Linked DNA regions of Mus musculus: region 2 is linked to region 1. A link is a contact called in public Hi-C data. All regions are on one chromosome and are shown on one strand. Each heading gives the region's core, a stretch centred on a gene start, on an enhancer-like site or on the middle of the called end of the contact. The rest is flanking DNA. Distances are from core to core; before and after follow the strand shown.

Region 1 (4,879 bases), core at 1,494-3,993:
GAGAGAGAGGGAGGGGAGAGAAAGAGGATGTGAGGGAACTGGAAGAAGAGTGGAAGAAGAGAGAGTAAGGGAGAAGGGAGGGTAAGGGGGAGGGGAGAAAGTTTAACGTGATTGTTTTCTAAGCATGTGGGAGGTCTAGTACCTAAGAAACACTTCCCAGAATCATCGTAAGTACCTTAAAAATCTATTATTAATTACATGGGAAAAAAAACCCACAGTCAAGGCTCATTTCCAAATGTTAAAGGATGAGGGATATTTTCTCCTGAAAAAATTAAAAATTAGTTGAGATTTTGGAGTGGTTAAGATGTGTGTGTGTGTGTGTGTGTATGTGTGTGTGTGTGTGTGTGTGTGTGTGTGTGTGTGTGTGTGTGTGTGTGTTCAGGAGTACATGCACATGTGCATGCATGAATGTGGAGGGAAAGCCAATGTGTTGTTGCTTAGACATTATTGACACAAAAGCTCTCACTGGTCCCTAGGTCTTTCCAGGGAACCCTAGAGATGTTTGTGTCTCTGCCTACAAGCCCTGGGGTTGCAATTGTATGCAGCCCTGCATGTGTTTTCACATGGATGCTGGGACTTGAACCCAGTTCTTCATGCTCTTAGAGCAAGCACTTTACCAGCTCAGCCTTCCTAGCCTCTAAAGCAGTGATTGTTAACATGGGGGTCGTGATCCCTTAGGGCCGCAGATCAGATATTTACCATCCATCACAGTAGCATCATCACAGTTATCAGAATGATTGTATGACTGGGGGCCGCCACGGCATGAGGAGCTGTGTTACAGGGTCTCCGTATTAGGAAGGTTGAGAACCACTGTTCCCAATGCTTTAATTATTAATGTTCAAATGCGCTTCCATCTGCTTGCCAAAATAGCTATGCATGAGGACAGCTAACCCCAAAGCAACGAATCTTATAACTCACACTGAAACTCAAGTCCCGTGGTCCATTTCATTTCAAATTCAGTGTAGAAAATGATGCTTTGATTACATAATGAAAACTGCAATAGTGCAGGCAGATAGTGAATGAGTATCCTGTGGTAAGAGAAAAAGAGCTCAGTGTATGGCTTCAGCTCAGTTTTCACAAGTAACTAAGTGACTTGGAGAAAATGGTTGTCCCTTTCAGGACCTCATTGTCCTCAACTGCAAAATCAAGGTAACGATTTTGAGGTTACAGGAACAATGTATCCTTTGAGGAGTTAAGGAGCAGTGTGTAAGAACTGCCCCGCACATAGTAGGTGCTCAATAAATCCTGTGAGGAAAACTAGCCCAGTACCTGGGTGAAGGAGGCAACAACATAAAACCAGTCATCTCTTAAGTACCTTTATCTGTAATAGTTTCTCACATTATCATCCAGTTCTAATCTAAGCCTATAATGAGCTCTAAGAGGGTAAACCAGATTAAACGAAATAGAAAATCAAATGAATATACAAAATTATATACAAGAAGAAATTCTTAAGACTACGTGAGTTTTGGCAAAATTGAATTTATCTAGCAGAGCTCAAAACCCAGCCAACAGAAGCAGCACTGACAACTCCCCTTTCTCTTCCTGGCTGGGCCCTTTGGCACTCCTGTCTACTGGCACCTGGATCCAAGGATTTATCAATCTCTGATTCCACACCTCTGGCGTCTGCACAGGTGGCGGTCTGTTCTCTCACCAGGAAGCACATGGAGAGCTGGCTGGCTGGTGGGCTTTGATGCCCACACTGAGAACTATTAGTCAATTAGCAACTGCAAACAATGCTAGAACTCCCATTCTCTCATTTTATATTCATTGGCTAGAACTCTCTTCAAGATAGCATTTCTTCTGTCTGTTATATCGCCTAACATTATAGCATACCCAGTGAAGAACACAAGCAGAATGTAGAGCTTGAGTCTCTCGGCATGATAGCTCCATGATATTACTACGAATTGACAAATTCGAGCAAATCTTTGATGATTCAGGCTGCCATTAAAATCAGATTCTTCTCGTGTTCCTAGAGCAGCCTCTCAGTGTTTTATGGCAGCGGCTAATACTTCATGGTCCTTTCATTCCTATCTCACGTCACTAATTGGAGTTGGCTAGCAATGCTAAACCTTACTAACAGTACCTTGATAAAACATTTTCGGACCGGGACTATATTGTTTTCGCTAAAGAAAATGGTAAGTCTTACAGACACAGAAAACACAGTATCAAAAGCTTTGTCTAAGTTGTACTCACAAAAAACTAAAAACACCCGTAATAAATTTCCTTTACTGAAAGTAAACAACCTTTAAGGAGTAGAAATACAAGCCAGCCAGCAGAGGGAGTACAAGCTACCTTATGAACACAACCTCCCAAGGTCTGTTTGGCTATTGGGAAAGTTCCTGATAATATTTGGGGAAGGAAGATACCTAGAACAAGACAGGACAGATCTGTACTACACTGTTGTCTGTTGGATGCAAAGAGCTACCCAATTCTTAAGGAAGGATGAGCCCAGCATGGGAAGAAGTGAGTGCCTGCTTTCCTCAGCATCTCACCTCAGCCCTAAACCCATGGATGGATGTCCATATCACAGTCCAGAGCTGTCTTGGATGATTTAGAAAGTGAGCAATAGAACTGCTCATTTCTCACAAACTAATTAAATGGAGACACCCAGAAGTTACAAGGCTTCCCAAAAGTCATATGAATTGGAGGGTAGAGATGAAACATTCATCGTCTCATGGCACCTTAGTCAATGCCAAACTTCACTAAGGAAAGAGGACAAAAAGCATTTGGTAGGCTGTCTGCTTCTCTTCAGAGAATAATGACTCAGTGAGATCGTCAGCACAGAGCATCCGAGCACACCCCGAGCTCTGTACAGGATTTCCTCCTGGGTTGGTGCTTTAATTTCCAATCAGTCTGAGTCAATAACGTATGGTTGTCAGGGCCATTGTTGGCTCTAGCAGTTTCTTGTCTCAACCCCACAGCTCATAGAACATGGGGCTCGGGGTCAGAGGCAAGGGTTTGGGGTTGGGCCTTTCTGTGTTTGTACAATGGGACAAGTCAATATCTCTTCCGTATCAGTGAGCTCTGGACTAAACTGATCTATCAAGTGTTGAGGACAAATGACAATGGACAATATTTGTAAGCTGCAGTGTATACTGAATTCCATTCACACAGTCCTGCGGGAGGCTGGACCCATCCTCAGCGAGCATGCCACAGCTCCCGCTGTTTGCAACACATACGTGCATTTCTCGGGGATGACAACAACTACAGAGAAAGCCAGCTGGGGGGGGGCTCATTCCGGGGGCCTTTGAGGCAGATTCTTTCTTTTCCTTTTGTCTGTATCTCTTAGAAAAAGTAAGATGAGGCAGCGCTGGAAAAAAGTTCAAATTGATCCACAGTCAATGGACTCAGGGTTGCGCATCAAATTCAAAACACACTTTGGAATTGCAGGACAAGATCCAGCTTTCCCAAAGGCTGATGACAATGGAGGAAAGGGTCTGTGAAGACTCGTCATCATTTCGACAAGATTTAAATTGATGTGGAGACAAACTGCTTTTTGTTTTAAATGGTGAAAACATTTTCCCTGGAGACACAGGTTGAATAATAAGGGCTTCTCAATGGTGCCCGTAAATGAACAAGTTCTGCTCTGGCTGTCAGTGAGCTTAACGGGCACAGGTTGTCACTCGAATGTTCTTGGCCTTTATTCTGTGAATCTGCTCCATCCCACAACCAACAGAAGAGCCTCCTAATGCCTCTTCTTTCCCAGACCAACAGCCTTTAACTCGGGGGCAAGGCTTTCATCATTCCTGAGTGCGCTGAGACACCGAGTCGGCTGAGCTCATTTAGCCCAGTCGAGTAAGAGTCAATGAAGTCAAAGCCATTGACTCAGCCTTTATTCAATCTCGCTACCCCCATCCTCCTATGTGTTAACTAAATGCATCCCCATTGAACATATCCCGACTGGCACTGTAAATCCATTAGTCACTAGAACAAAAGGGTAGGTTGGATACGGTTGGAGACAGACTGACTGTCCTGAAATCCTATCTCTGGCATTCTATAGCTCTGTGAACTTGGGGAGATTACTTAATTTCCTCACCATAAAATAAGACTTAATATAGCCACTACTTCTGGGATTTTATATGATTTAATAAAACTATCCATATAAAGTGTTTCCCATGGTACCCACATACAAAAAAAACAAAAAAAAAACTTAATAGATGTTAATTTTATTACAAGTTATTGCTATAGATATTGTTGCCTTTATTACTATTGCAGGAAGTTCAATTTGAAGCCACATGAAAACCATACTGAGAACCACACATAACTGGGTATTTGTTGTGTGTTGGATTCCTTCAGGGTTAGTACGTGCTGGCTCTGAAACTCAGATCTCTAAGAGCATTGGCACATGTGAAATTAGCTTACCCTCCCAAAAACACCAGGAAGAAAGTGAAGCGTTTTGCTTTTCTCAAAGTCAATTCATGTACCACACAGTTAAATAGTCAACACAACTGGGTTTGCAGTAAGCAGGGACCCCTGAGTGCCCACTGTGCCCTTTATCTGCTGAAGACGTCTACTTGCAAAGCTAAAACAGATGTTTAAGTGTTCTTTGTAGAGTCAGTTGTGTTAGATGATGTTTGACTGGGGCGCACATGTGAAGGAGTGTTTTCCTGAAGTGAACACTGGTGAAAGACTAAGGCAGACTTGTAAAGGAACGTTTCACTGAAGCAGACACAGGAGAGAGATGTTCTGCTAAGGCAAGCACGTGAAAGGACACGTGATGAAGAATTCTTTGCTAACCACATGTATTGGTCCGCCTTACATTGTGTAGTTTGTTGGGACTCTGCAAACTCAGGCTGATTGGATGCATGTGCTGATGCAAGGCACATGGAGGACACGTGATATTTGGAGGGTATAAATAGAACTCCACAGAGTGATGGAG
Region 2 (4,879 bases), core at 1,153-3,652, 77 kb after region 1:
ACTTATCCAACCTTGGGAAGGGGTATCAGGAATCCTGTAAACTTCATAAGCATCCTGAGCCTTGTAGGTTTCACTTATGTCCTGAGTCTTAGGAGCCTCTTCCTTCCCTCAAGAAGGAAATATTTCAGTTAGCTATCAATATTATTTTGGAAATATTTTTGCTTGATCTGTGTTTAAACAATTCAACCCATTTGTGCAAATCAAACAGGAATGCAGAAGTATGTACACAACAGTTAAGAGAATATTCTTAGAATATTTTAAAAATCCATAAAGTAGAAACAATGCAAAGTTCATCAGCAAAGGATGGCGTATGGAATACATGTGAAATGGAGCACCATACAGCAAAACAGTAATGATTTCTGTGTGTAACAAGATGGTTTTCTTGCACTTAGCAAGAAAAACACCATCTCCTTTCATTTATATGAAATTCACAAAGAGGCCATGCTGATTTATGGCAAGAGAAAGAAACCAGGCATTGGGTTGTTTTATATCTGAGGAAGGCTAAGTTTACTGTTACCAGGAGGCTAGCAATCAGCAAGAGGGCCCAGAGTGGCCACCCACCACTAGCTTGTACATCATCTAGCTAATAGGTGACAGGAATAACTCCATAAAGTGACAGTCTTACAGGCTTACAGAATCTGAAACCCACCCCTGGTGACTAAGTCATCATGACAGGATGCATGCCATCCACCCTTCAGCTTCAGAAAGAATACCCATGGGTCTGGGCACACCCATGACCAGAGACAAGCCCCGCAAGGACACAGAACCCTCTCTCTTTGTGCAGTTTGTCTCCTTGTCCCAGCACACTGTATCTCAAAGTGACTTAATGTGAACTGAAAAGTCAACTTTCCAGTGACAAAGTCTATGGAGTGGTCGCCTTCAGAGGAAGTAACAACACTGTCAGAAGCATGAGCTTGGACTCTGTGATGCCAGCCATGTTCAACAACTCCCTTTGGGTAACTAGCAGTAAACCTACGATTTAATCTTTTCCAATACATATGTTAAACTCAAATGAAGTAAAACAAAACATTCAGAGCTGCTTGAAGCAAACAAGCATAAATTACGCAAAAGAGCCATAAAAAAATTCTATGTCACCTTTGATTGCTTCATTGCACTAAAACATATTGAGGCTAAGATACGATGATCTCTTCTTTCCAGGAGGCCCAAACTACTGCTCCTAATCCAAGGACAAATAGAGAAGACCTCCTGATATCAAGATTTACTTTCCTGGCCTGGCAGTGGTGGCGCACACCTTTAATCCCAGCACTTGGGAGGCAGAGGCAGGTGGACTTCTGAGTTCAAGGCCAGCCTGGTCTACAAAGTGAGTTCCAGGACAGCCAGGGCTACACAGAGAAACCCTGTCTCAAAAAAAAAAAAAAAAAAAAAAAGAAAAAGAAAAAATTTACTTTTCTAGGTTCAAACATGGGCAAGGTGGGGGATGGGGAAATGATGGGTTGGGGGAAGCGTAACCAAAATGAAGGCTATACGAAAAAAGCCATCTTACAGCCCTGCTGTGACTTCTGCAGTGAGCAACAGCAGCACAGTGCTGTTCAGTTCTCACTGTACAAACTATGTCATGGGCACATGATTCATGCTCTGAGCCAGAAAGTGACAGTACATATGCACTTACAAAATCACAAGTCTGAGGTGACAAGAAGAGATCGGAGCCTCGTCGCCTTAGTTGCAACACTTAGACGATCAAGAACTACAGCAGGCTGCGTCCAAGCTCACAGAGGCCACTTACGTTACGGATCCAATGAGCCCAACCGCAAACACACTCAACAATACTTCAGGCTACATGTCACTTGTCGTATTGCTTGAAGGGGGAGTATATTGATCTAGAGGAGAGTCATGTGGCAGACTGGGATTCTAAAACTCACTGAGTGCTTTAATGAAGTCAAGCAGGCAAGACTTGCTGGGACAGCTCATCCCAGAACCGTAACTGTGCCATGTGGGGCCATGTAGCAGGCTGCATGCTGACTCAGATGAGCAAGGAAGGGGCACTTGTGAATCATCGTGACCACATCCTGCCCCTCCCTCAGCTGTTCCCTAGAAACTGTCTGTCAATCTTCTGGGTGAGTTCTCCATCTGAAGACCAGGTATGCTCAGTGCAACAAATGCCTGTCAACCTAGGTCCATCCTGCAGGAACATTATGGCTCTGATTCTTTCCATGCACTGGATGTGTGACACTCACTGTAAGTGTGAAACTCATGTCTGTGCATGCAGACGTGGGGCTGGATTTGGGAGTGTTTTTCACATTGTGTTTTGATGGGTACAAAACCAGTATCTATCTCTTCTTATATAGACCCCTAAAAGATGCCTTTAACCAATTTAAGTCAGTCAGAAAGAATTGCTGAAGTGTACTAGCCAGAAAACTTGGGAGGGATGATGGAGACTAAGTGACTCAGCAGGGAAGAGTGTGTGGTAGGCAAGCAAAATCCTCCCAGACACCTTCAGACGCAGAACAAGAGGAAAGGCGAGACGTTTTTCTTGGGAAAGGGAATCTCATAAACTTAGTACTTACTGAGTGTCCTGGGATTAGGATTTGAAATATTGAATACTTAGTACAGTATCCGGGAGAATTTGAAATTCAGACAAGCCTGAACATTGTTTCAAAAGCAAGAAATAATTTTTAAAGGTTTTTTGACTTAATAAAATACTTGCAACTTTTAAAAGGGGCGGACTTATACACGGTGTGATAATGTTGACAGAAAATCCTAAATACTCCAGTATAGACTAAAATTACTTTGGCTGCTCCATGCATTTTATGGGTCCTTTCAAGTGTTTGTTTATTTATTAGTTTTTGTTTCATTTTGTTTTCTGTTTTGTGGAAAACATTTTGCTATTTTGACAGGGACTGCCTTCTCTCGGGCTTTTTTCAGCAATGTGGGCATCTGAACAGCACGAAATCTAATGCAGGTTATCTTCCAATCCATTAACACGAATGTGTTCCCATCTAATTGTATTTTCCTAGGTGCTATATACTTTTCAGTTTATACCCTTCGCCTAAATGGTATGATGCAAGGGGGGAACCGGGAAAGGGGATAACATTTAAAATGTAAATAAAGAAAATATCCAATAAAAAAGGGAAAAAAAGGTATTATGCACCCAATTTCTCTTTTTGGATGGCTCACTGATAACATAGATCAACACTAGTGATTTTTTTCTTTTTTTTTAATTAGATATTTTCTTCATTTACATTTCAAATGCTATCCCCAAAGCCCCCTATACCCTCCTCCGGCCCTGATCCCAAACCTATCCACTCACACTTCCTGGACCTGGCGTCCCCCTGTACTGGGGCATATGATCTTTGCAAGACCAAGAGCCTCTCCTCCCATTGATGGCTGACTGGGCCATCCTCTGCTACATATGCAACTAGAGACACAGCTCTGGGGGGAGGGGGTACTGGTTAGTTCATATTTTTGTTCCTCCTATAGGGTTGCAGACCCCTTAAGCTCCTTGAGTACTTTCTCTAGCTCCTTCATTAGGGGCCCTGTGTTCCATCCAATGGATGACTGTGAGCATCCACTTCTATATTTGTCAGGCACTGGCAGAGTCTCACAAGAGATAATGCTAGTGATTTTTACATATTGATTTTTCTGGCCTACAACTTTCTAACAGTACCTTGGCGTAGTCTTTTTGGTAATTATAATTTTGTTGTCAGTAGAAACAATTTCCCTTTTCCCTCTTCTGCTAGGATGCTTTTGATTTCTTTCTCTTATTGCACCGGCAAACTTCTACTATGAAAATAAACAATGAGAGGAGAAAGCGTGTCTCCTCTCTGTCCTCAGAGGAGTTTCACTCTCAGCCCTGCGCACGCATGCAGACTCTGTCCTAGGTTGAGGTTCAGTCCTTCTGGACCTCACTTGCTCAGTGTTAATCAAAAGGACTTTAAATTTTGTCGCTTTTCCTGCATCTAGTGGATATGTTCATAAAATGTTACGGTTTGAATCTGAAGTGTCCCTCATGAGCTTTTGAAGGCTTGGTCCCCAGGTGATGGCATTATTTGAAGATGCTGTGCTAAGTCTAGAAGGTAAAGACCTAACTGGAGGAAGCCGGTCAGCATAGGGAGATCCTTGGGGACACAGGACCTCTGTCACTTCTGGTTTCCCTCTTGCCATACGGTAATATAAAGAGCTGCCTCTGCCACTTGCTCCCACCTCTACCATGATCTCCAGTTCGTGGGGCCGAGCAACCCTGGGCTGAGAGTCATGAAACCATGAACCAGAATAAACCTTCTCTTCCTTGTTTCTGTTGAGCATTTTGTTACAGCAAAGCAAATGTAACTAACATTTATGACACGTGTATTTTAATACTATAAATGTGATGTATTACAGTCGAAGTATCCTTGTATCTGAGGGACAAATCTCACTTTGTCTAAGTGAATGGTCCCTTTAATAGTTGCCAAATTCGGTTTGCTCATATTTTGTTGAAGACTTCCATATGTGTGGTTGTCAGGAATATTGGCCTATTCCTTTCCTTTCTTGTAGCATCCATATGTGGCTTTAGGATCAGGATAATGCTGAACTCACAAAAGGAACTCAGAAGATTTTTCTCCAATTCAGGTTTTCCCCCACCTTATTTTTTTTAAGTCAGGGTCTCTCATTAAACCTGTACCTCACCTCAGCGGTTAGTCAGCAACCCCAAGGGGTCCTCCTGTCTCTGCTTATCCAGTACTGGAGTTCTAAGTGTGTTGTCATGCCCAGCGTTTTATGTGTGCGCTAAAGATCCGAAACCAGATCCCCACGCTTACACGCAAGTGCCCTGCGACCTGAGCAACCTCCCCCGCCTCCATTGCTGATTTTATCTTTTTACTCAGTCAATAAAGTTAAGAGTTTGTGTGCTGGCCAGTTTCTCTCAACTTGACACAAACCTAGA

What was found. Hi-C and Micro-C count contacts between places; a contact is called where the count stands out from the background.
Region 2: a Hi-C map of Th2 cells shows a contact between it and region 1, with 1.7 times the contacts expected there. The contact joins two enhancer-like sites. A contact is called at or near these places in 6 of 484 Hi-C or Micro-C datasets (the C2C12 cell line, the G1E-ER4 cell line, Sertoli cells and 3 more) and 1 of 115 datasets of contacts at active chromatin or transcription factors (CD8 T cells).

What each region holds. Positions count from the first base shown.
Region 1 is chr5:3,221,733-3,226,611 of GRCm38.p6, forward strand. No RefSeq gene overlaps it. Among named protein-coding and RNA genes, the nearest start is that of Gm36548, 46 kb to the right of the region's middle. Within about 2 kb of position 2,744, at least 4 of the 459 cell types and tissues checked have an H3K27ac peak or open chromatin away from gene starts, as enhancers often do. A contact at or near this core is called in Th2 cells, where this site is marked.
Region 2 is chr5:3,299,324-3,304,202 of GRCm38.p6, forward strand. All of the region lies in intron 3 of Gm36470 (predicted gene, 36470), which reads right to left. Among named protein-coding and RNA genes, the nearest start is that of Gm36548, 31 kb to the left of the region's middle. Within about 2 kb of position 2,403, at least 154 of the 459 cell types and tissues checked have an H3K27ac peak or open chromatin away from gene starts, as enhancers often do. A contact at or near this core is called in Th2 cells, where this site is marked.